Regions from separate parts of the Macaca mulatta genome. Here region 1 is linked to region 2. The links are chromatin contacts, called in public Hi-C maps. All regions are on one chromosome and are shown on one strand. Each heading gives the region's core, a stretch centred on a gene start, on an enhancer-like site or on the middle of the called end of the contact. The rest is flanking DNA. Distances are from core to core; before and after follow the strand shown.

Evidence for each region. Hi-C and Micro-C count contacts between places; a contact is called where the count stands out from the background.
Region 1: a contact with region 2 is called in a Hi-C map of blood, with 2.5 times the contacts expected there. The contact joins the promoter of RNF214 here to the promoter of SIDT2 in region 2. A contact is called at or near these places in 3 of 14 Hi-C or Micro-C datasets (blood, cortical neurons and liver).

Annotation. Positions count from the first base shown.
Region 1 is chr14:117,908,087-117,912,202 of T2T-MMU8v2.0, reverse strand. RNF214 (ring finger protein 214) reads right to left here and starts at 2,472. Exons shown (of 15, transcript XM_015115777.3): 1 at 1,881-2,472; 2 at 242-354. The coding sequence starts at 2,216. PCSK7 (proprotein convertase subtilisin/kexin type 7) reads left to right here and starts at 2,504. Exons shown (of 15, transcript XR_013404314.1): 1 at 2,504-2,577.
Region 2 is chr14:117,853,751-117,857,668 of T2T-MMU8v2.0, reverse strand. It overlaps SIDT2 (SID1 transmembrane family member 2), which reads right to left and starts at 2,410. Exons shown (of 26, transcript XM_028834017.2): 1 at 1,706-2,410. The coding sequence starts at 1,888.

The DNA.
Region 1 (4,116 bases), core at 1,223-3,722, 54 kb before region 2:
ATTTGCATTTTTTAATGAGTTTGAACCCATGTATTCTATTTATTCTCCAAACATTTAGCATGCCTGCTGAGTATCAGATGCTGTGTTGGATACCAGAAATACAAAGATAGATCAGACAGTCCTCTACCTTTAAAAACCTAGTGCAGTGCCATCAGAGCCAAAAAGAAAGACCAGCTACACAATACCATCTCAGAAACCCTTTACCCAAATGAATCTTCCCAGTCAGGAGTCCACACATTACCTTAGACCATCTGGGAGACCTTCGTCTGATTTGGAAGCACATAAACTAGAAGATTCCGGAGGACTGGGGGCATTGGCCACAACACCAGCAACCTCAGACGCTGCCATTATGCTCTGTACATTCAGAAACAAATTACAGGCTACAAGTTTCCAAAGTTTAAAACAAATGTATCTCTCCCCCCTCAGAATGTCCACACAACAGAGCTGTTGCAGTAAAGAAATACAAAAACCTGGGCTCCGGGAGAAAATACTTAAGAGTATTAAAAGAGACATTGTATACAAAGTCCTAGCGGGCAACAATCCTCAAGAGTCACTGTATTTACATAAATATCTCGGAGTCTGTGCAAAGATCTTAATTTTCACTTTTGGCAGAAATGTAGTCATTTCAAACAATAGAACTTAGTCTGCCAGGATCTTCCAAGTGGTCCCAAGCCTACCTTGTCTACTATCATTTATAATAAAAGATGTACTTTTCGGACTAGTATCAATCAGATCTCATGTTTTTAAATCACTTTATGGCTGTTACATTCAAAGCATTCTCCACTAATTTAAGTGAAGTTTTTGGAGGCACTTGCCTGTAAGCGAACAAGTAATGCAATACTGGGCAATCCAGGGTGCATCTTTTACTGTCAGTGTGCTCCCCACAGATGGGAAAGGCCTGATACCCACTATCAGAGAAAAGTACAGACTCTTCAGAGTGACTAGTGGTGCAAAAAAGAATCCTGGGTTCTCTAGCTTGAAAATGACAAGGTGAAAAACATGGTAACATAAGTAAGGGAACTGGGACGGATGCCTTTTTTAAAAATCAAAAGGTCATCTTCTATGCTGCAGAGCAAACTTATGACCTTATGAGGAGAAAAGAAAATCAAAATACTTGGGAGGTGGGGGTGAACGTAGGGTTAGTTTGCATTCTTGCTTTTATTTTAACAGCATCACAGGTATTGCCCCCGGAACACTGAAGAGCGCGCGGGGTAGACAGGCAGATGGGGCTGTGTCAACACCTCAGTCACAGCCCACAGACCCTGTGCCTCTGTTTCCCTCATTATACAAAGCTCCTGGGAGAAAATGGGCCCCAAATCGCCACTGCTGCTCCCTCAGGTGCAAACATCCCGTCCCCAAGGAGCCCAGGGCTGGGGGGTCCTCTGCGCCCGGTGAACGAAACCCCAGGATAAGGGTCATGCATGCAACTCCGCGGCTAGAGAGCCCGTGGCGCGGGTCGGAACAGCTGGCTGGAGGGTCGAGTGTACCAAAAAGAACTCCGCAACCCGGGGCGACCACCAGCGAAGCGGAGGCGCCGGAGCCACGGGTCCTCGGGCGAGAACAGGGGACAGACGGGAAGAGGACAATGGGGGGAAACGGCGCTGGGTGGCCTTGGCCACCCTCCACAGGGGGCTGCTAGGCTGGCCGCTGCCTCGGACCAGCCCCCCTCCACCCCTTTCCCTTGGCCCCCCCACCCCACTGCCAGCCCCCCCGTCCCACTTCTAGGCCGGGACCCCCGCCTCGGTTCTCACAGCACCCTCCACGCCCCCCACCCGGCCCCCCTCCCCGGCCCTCGCCCCGCAACCCCCACCCACGCTCGCCCCTCACACACCTCCCGCGCCGCGCCCCCGGGAAGAAAGTGGGGGAGGGACGGGACGCACCTGAGCGGGCGGAGCGGGGGGAGGGGGCGGCCGAGCCACGGGGGGAGGGGTCGAGCGCCGGCCCGCGCGCGGCACCTCCCACTTCCGGCGGCACGAGCGGAGGGGGCGAGCCTCCGGCCGCGAGAGGAGAGGCCGCGGTAGCGCCGCGCCGCCCCCGACAGCGCCCTCTGGCGGCGAGAGCTGGCGCCGCCGGGGCACGGGGATGCTGCAGGAGACCCCTGAGATACAGGTGGACTCCCGGGGCGCAGGGAAGAAGGGAGAGCCGACTGCGAGAAGGAAGGCGACCTGGCGGGGCAGGATCCCCTCTGGAAAGATTACAGGGACAGTCGGGGCCATGGCGGTCAGAGGGAGAAAAGCAACTAGGGGATTTTAAAGGTCGGAACAGAAATGCCCTTTACAGAGGACGCCATGAAGGAGAACCTTCTGAAGAGGGACTATGTGGAAGATGCCCCGAGGACTCGGGGAGGCGGAGCCCGCGGGTTCGGCCCCCAGCGCCCGCACGGCCCCTGCCTGCGGAGGCCGCCCGCTGGAGCCGGACCCCGGGCGCCGGTTGCTGGGGCCCGTGGGGTCGCTGGGCCGCAGGCGCCGCGCTGATTGGCTGCGCCGCGGGCGGAAGTGATGCTGCTGTCACTGCTCCTCCGGCTCCCGGGAAGCCGCGAGTTTCCGCAGGGAGGCGGCGGCAGCTGCGGCCGGGCCGGTGAGTTGGGAACTAGGTGTGGGGCTGGACCTGGGAAGTCAGGGGGGCCCAGAAGTGGGGGGAACCGGCGTCTGAGGATGAGGGAGCTGCACAGAGGGTGCCTGAGGTCCTGACGTGGGGGACCCCAGGAAGATGGGGCCCCAGGGTCCAGGATTCCAGGATAATGTGGGTGCTAATGAGGAGAGGGGGCACATTGCACGAAGCGATCGAGGCCGATGGAGGGGGAATCGGGAAACTGATCCTGTACCCAAGCTGGCTTCTAGGAGCCGGGTGTAGAACAGCGAGGACAGTCACTTGGGAGCAGGATCTTGGACTCTGGGCTGCCCATTCTCTTCTTCCTTGTCAACTAAGAGCTGTAAAGAGAGGCCTAGCCCTTGGGAGAGGTTGAGACCTGCTTTCAGAGGGCATTTAAGGTTCCTTTCCCGGAAGCCTGGGGGATAAAAATGCTGCTCTGCCACTGGGAGACAGAAGGAGCTCATGCTTCTCTTTCTTCCGGACATCTGTGGTGGGATCCTCTGAGTCTGAAGGAGCCTGCCTAGAGGGGCCACTGTCTGGCTAACAAGGGTTTTGTTTGTTTGTTTGTTTGTTTACTTAGTAGAGTTTGCAGACACCTAAATATCTTGGGAGAATTGAGGCTCCCGGGGCAGGGAGGGATTGAGAGGGAATACACCTGGAAACCTAAGAGAAAAAGAGAGGAAGAAATATAGTATGAAGATTTTTAGAGGGAAAGGAGAGGTGGCATAAGTTCTCCTTTCCCTTTCCAGGAAGTCTTTCAGTAAAATTCCCATTTTTCTGGAATGCTTTGACGTAGAGCTGCTTGGGTGTGTGTCTGAGTACTAAGCCCTGCCCCAGGGTGGACTCAGTGGAGAACAAAGGCTTTTGAAGAAGCCTAGCCACCGTAGGTACACACACGTCTTGTCACCCCATTTGTCTGTCCCCCAGTTCTTACTTGGCTCTTTTTTCCTTTGAGGGCTCCTAAGACCAATTCCCTGGTTCTGTCAAACCCAGGCAATTGGAGGTCCAGTCTGGAGCCTGAGTCCTCTCCTTGAAGCCAGCCTCCTGAGCTCAGCACAGGGGTAGCTGCTTAGTGAGGTTCCCTCGTCATTCCTTCTCTCCTGGTTGCCTGCTTGTCCTTGGTGCCTGTTCTGTTTTGTTTGCACTCTCTGGCTTCCCCCTGTTTCGCCCCGGCCTCCTCCCTCCTTTCACTTTCCCTGATATCCTTCTGAGGTAGACAAATCAGGAAGTTCACTACCACCTGGACTTCTAGGACGTTATTACCTACTCTTTCGGGAGGCATTTTGGTAACAGTTTTTTGCTAGGCCTCTAGGGAAAAAAATGAAAAGAGGGTGGCATGATAGCACAGGAAGTGGGGTTTCTGGGTGTTATACTGATTTGGCCTCACCGTACCAGTTCTGCGCCAGTCTATGACCAGTTTTAGATCTTTGAAAATGACAACTAAGTTTCTCTGGTCCCTGGTCCTGGAGTTGATCTAACCTTTGCTGGTCGCACTGGGATTGGTGGGACGCTGTTTCTTCTGTT
Region 2 (3,918 bases), core at 1,161-3,660:
GACATGTGCTGGGCAGCAGGACCCAAGCAACTGCAGGGTCTCGCCCTCTGCCAGGAAACAGGGAGTCTCCAGGATACCCCATTTCTATCCATGTGCATAGGATGCACAGGCCTGCACACACACACGTGTACACACCCCCAAACACACATGAAGACACAGGAGAGCAAGAAGTGCTCCTCAACCTTCCTTGTGAGCCAGGAAGCCAGCAGGAAGCTCTAGTTAACAACTAACCTGGGGCCAGAGCCCAGAGGAGGGGTAGGTATTGAAGGCCATGTTGTATCCTTAGCTCCCACCAAGGGACAGGGCTGTGGAGAAATCACTTTACTTCTCTAAGCCTCAACTTCTCCCTCTATAAGATGACAGCCAGGTGCGGTGGCTCACGCCTGTAGCACTTTGGGAGGCCCAGGCAGGAGGATCACCTGAGGTCAGGAGTTCGAGACCAGCTTAGCCAACATGGTGAAGCCCCATCTCTATTAAAAATATAAAAATTAGCTGGGTGTGGTGGCAGGCACCTGTAATCTCAACTATGTGGGAGGCTGAGGCAGGAGAATCACTTGAACCCAGAAGGTGGAGGTTGCAGTGAGCTGAGATCACACCACTGTACTTCAGCCTGGGCAACAGAGTGTGAGACTGGTCTCAAAAATAAAAATAAAAACAAAAAAGATAAAGTGATCTTCACCCTTGGAGCTATGAAGGAGCATATATAAACAACGGGAGCTTAAAGGAAAAATAAAACTAAATCCATCTTTGAATGCTTGTTATTGGGCTGCTGAAACCCAAGCCCTAGGGCAGCATTTCCCAAGAGAGTAAAAACCACTGCTCTCCAGTGCCTTTAGATATGGGAAAAAAGGAAGAAAAGACTCTAAGCAGAAAGAGATCAAACTTCAGAGAATCAGGCGCTGGGGGCACATCCTGGCCTGCCATAGAAATCAAACCACTCCCTGTTCTGAAAAAAAAATCAGTTTCCCCATTCTCAAGAGAGCAAGAGACCCGGGCACAAGACCACACAGCCAGGTTGCAAGAATTCTCCCAATCTCAGCTGGGGTCTAGACTTCCCACACTAGCTGTGTCTATTTCAACTCAGGGACTCACAGCTAGAGAAGAAACCAAAGAGAAGTCAGGGTGAAGTGGATTTTTCACAGTGGACAAATTCCCCTTCTCTTCCCACCCAACTTACAGTTGGCCTTATAAAAGCTCTGTCACCCTCAATTTACAAGGCCAGCTGGCTCTCCCAGGCAGGAAGAGGGCTGGGAAGCCCTGCATTCATCTCCCTGGGGAGTTTCAGATGTAATTTGCCTGCACAGAGCTTTTCAGTTCTGGGTGTCTCATTCCCTTGAGGTTTTCTGGGTAAGCCCAGTAATAAGCCTGTTTCCTCTCCCACCCAGACCCCACAGAGCTGTCAGATTCTGGGGTTTAGGGTAGAGAGCAAACCATGTGTGCTCAGACCACAACTGATGGAAGAATGGGGGTGGAAGAGAAGATGGGAATGAGCCAACTTCAAAAACTGCCCAGCTGGAGCTTCAGAGAAACACTGGTGGCAAAGGAAGGAGGACTGGTCAAGAGGCTCCAGTGTGGTTCTGGGAACTGGGAACCCAGCAGGGCGGCTCGTTCATGGGGCCTCCCAAAAGAGTAGCGGGGTGACACAATCTCCTAGCCCTCGTCGGCTCCCCCACTCGCCTCTGACCTCCCAGCCCCCAGCCCTCACCCGGTTGCGGGTCACAGTATGGTTGAAGGTGTAGATGTTGACCAGCTCGCTGTTGACCTCGTCCACGTAGGTGCGCTCAAACTCGGCGTCTTTCTGCGAGACGTTCTTGGGCCCCAGAACCCCCAGATAGCTCTCGACCGAGGCCACCAAGAACACCAAGAAGGGCAAGCCCAGAGCGAACATGGCCCCGGCAGGGCGGCAGTGGCAGCGGTGGTGGCGGCGGCGAAGGCGACAGGCGACAGGACACCTCCGGGACGGGTTGCGGCTGCGGCCGCAGCTTCCAGCATCTCACCAGGACCAGAACTTTAACCCTGGCCTGAGATTAGGAAATGTCCCCTCCCAAGAGCCGCGGAGAGGCTCCCAGGGTCCCCGCAGGGGAGGGGGCGGCCGGGAGGGGGCGGGGAGGGAGGGGATGCGGGCTATGGGCAGGGGTCCCAGCTCGCGAGGGGGCTGAGTACGGCCTGAGACCTTGGAGCCCCGGGCCAGGGCCGTGAGGAGGAGGACGGCTGGTTGCCGGGAGCCCGGAGACGCCGGGAAAAGGGAGGGAGGAAGAGCAGGCGGCGGGGGCTGGCCGCTGAGGGAGGCGAGTCGCGGGGTGAGGGGCGCGATAGGTGGTAGCGACCCGACGCCGTGCTGGGCTGCGAGTTTTCCGAGGTGAGGGCCCTTTAAGGGCGGGCGGACGCGCCGCCCCGACGCACAAACACTGGAAAGTGAGCTGCGCCGCTGGGCGATAAACAGCAGGGCTGCTGGCCCGCCCGCTGACGTCAGGGGAAACTGACACAGATTTAAAGGACCAGGTCCCGCATTTGTCCTTAAAGGGGCTGCAGCTGTCTAGCTGGAGGGGAAAGCCTGCAATGCCTTCTACAACTCCTACCCAGCTCTCTCCCGTTATTCTCACCATCTCTGAAACTCATGTTGGAATAGGCAGATGTTTCTGTTAAGGATCTCCAAGTGTTGGGTTCTTGTTGAACAACTCCTACCTTTGCTCAAACATAAGGATTCCCCCCTCCCCGCGCCGCACCACCTTTACAACTAACATCGTCCATCCCTGGGCCATTGTTTCTCCAGGGATCTTAAAAAATGAACTCAAAGGATTAGGAAACAGGACGGTAGCCCTACCGGCGGAGGGGAAACGGAGGCAGCACTGCAAGAGGAATCCCCATGCCTCTCCCACCTCCCTCTGGAGGGGCCACACAGCTGCAGGGACGGCCTTCCGAGCTTCCCAAGCTTGCTGGGCTGGGGCTGTTTCCCCTCTTCTCTCAGGGGCAGTTACAAAGCTCATTGAAAGATACTGACCTTCAGTGTAAAATGGTGAAAACTTTTCTACAAAATATTTTGGCACTGTTTCAAGAAACTTAGAGAGCTTTATACCCTTTGATCCAGTAATTCCACTTCTGGACTCTATCCTAAGGAAATAGGAAGCACAGATAAAAATACGTGGGCAGCTACGCTTATCACTGTGATATTTATAATATAAAGCAAAAAGGAAACAACTTGGAATCCATAACGAGGGATTGGTTAAATGCACTATCATGAAGGCATCAAAAATGATGCTTAAGACTTCAAAGGACATGTAAGCAGAGAATTCAGATATGACACTAAATAGTATATAGGGCCAGGTGCCGTGGCTCATGCGTGTAATCCCAACACTTTGGGAGGCCAAGACGAGTAGATCACTTGAGGTCAGGAGTTCAAGACCAGCCATGGTCAACATGGTGACCCCTATCTCTACTATAAAAATACAAAATTAGCGGGGCGTGGTGGCGCGTGCCTGTAATCCCAGCTACTGGGGCGGCTGAGGCAGGAGAATCACTTAACTCTAGGAGGCAGAGGTTGCAGTGAGCTGAGATTGTGCCACTGCACTCCAGCCTTGGCTGCGACAGAGAGACTCCGTCTCAAAAATAAATAAAAGAGTATATGTTCCAAATACATATAGACATGCATAGAAAAATAGAAAAAAAAAATTGTACTAAAAATTTATCAATGTCTCCAGAAAGCAGGGCAAAATTTAAAAATAAAATTTAGCAAGTTACCTTTGAACTACAATTTAAAAAATAACATATTGTATATCATTTTCCTTTAACTCTAAAAATATAGAATAGTACCAAAAAATAAAAACTAATGGATTGTGAGTGGTTCTTAAATTTTTTATATTTAAAAAAATTTACAAGTGTTCTACAATGTACATATATTGCTTTTTTTTGCGGGTGGGG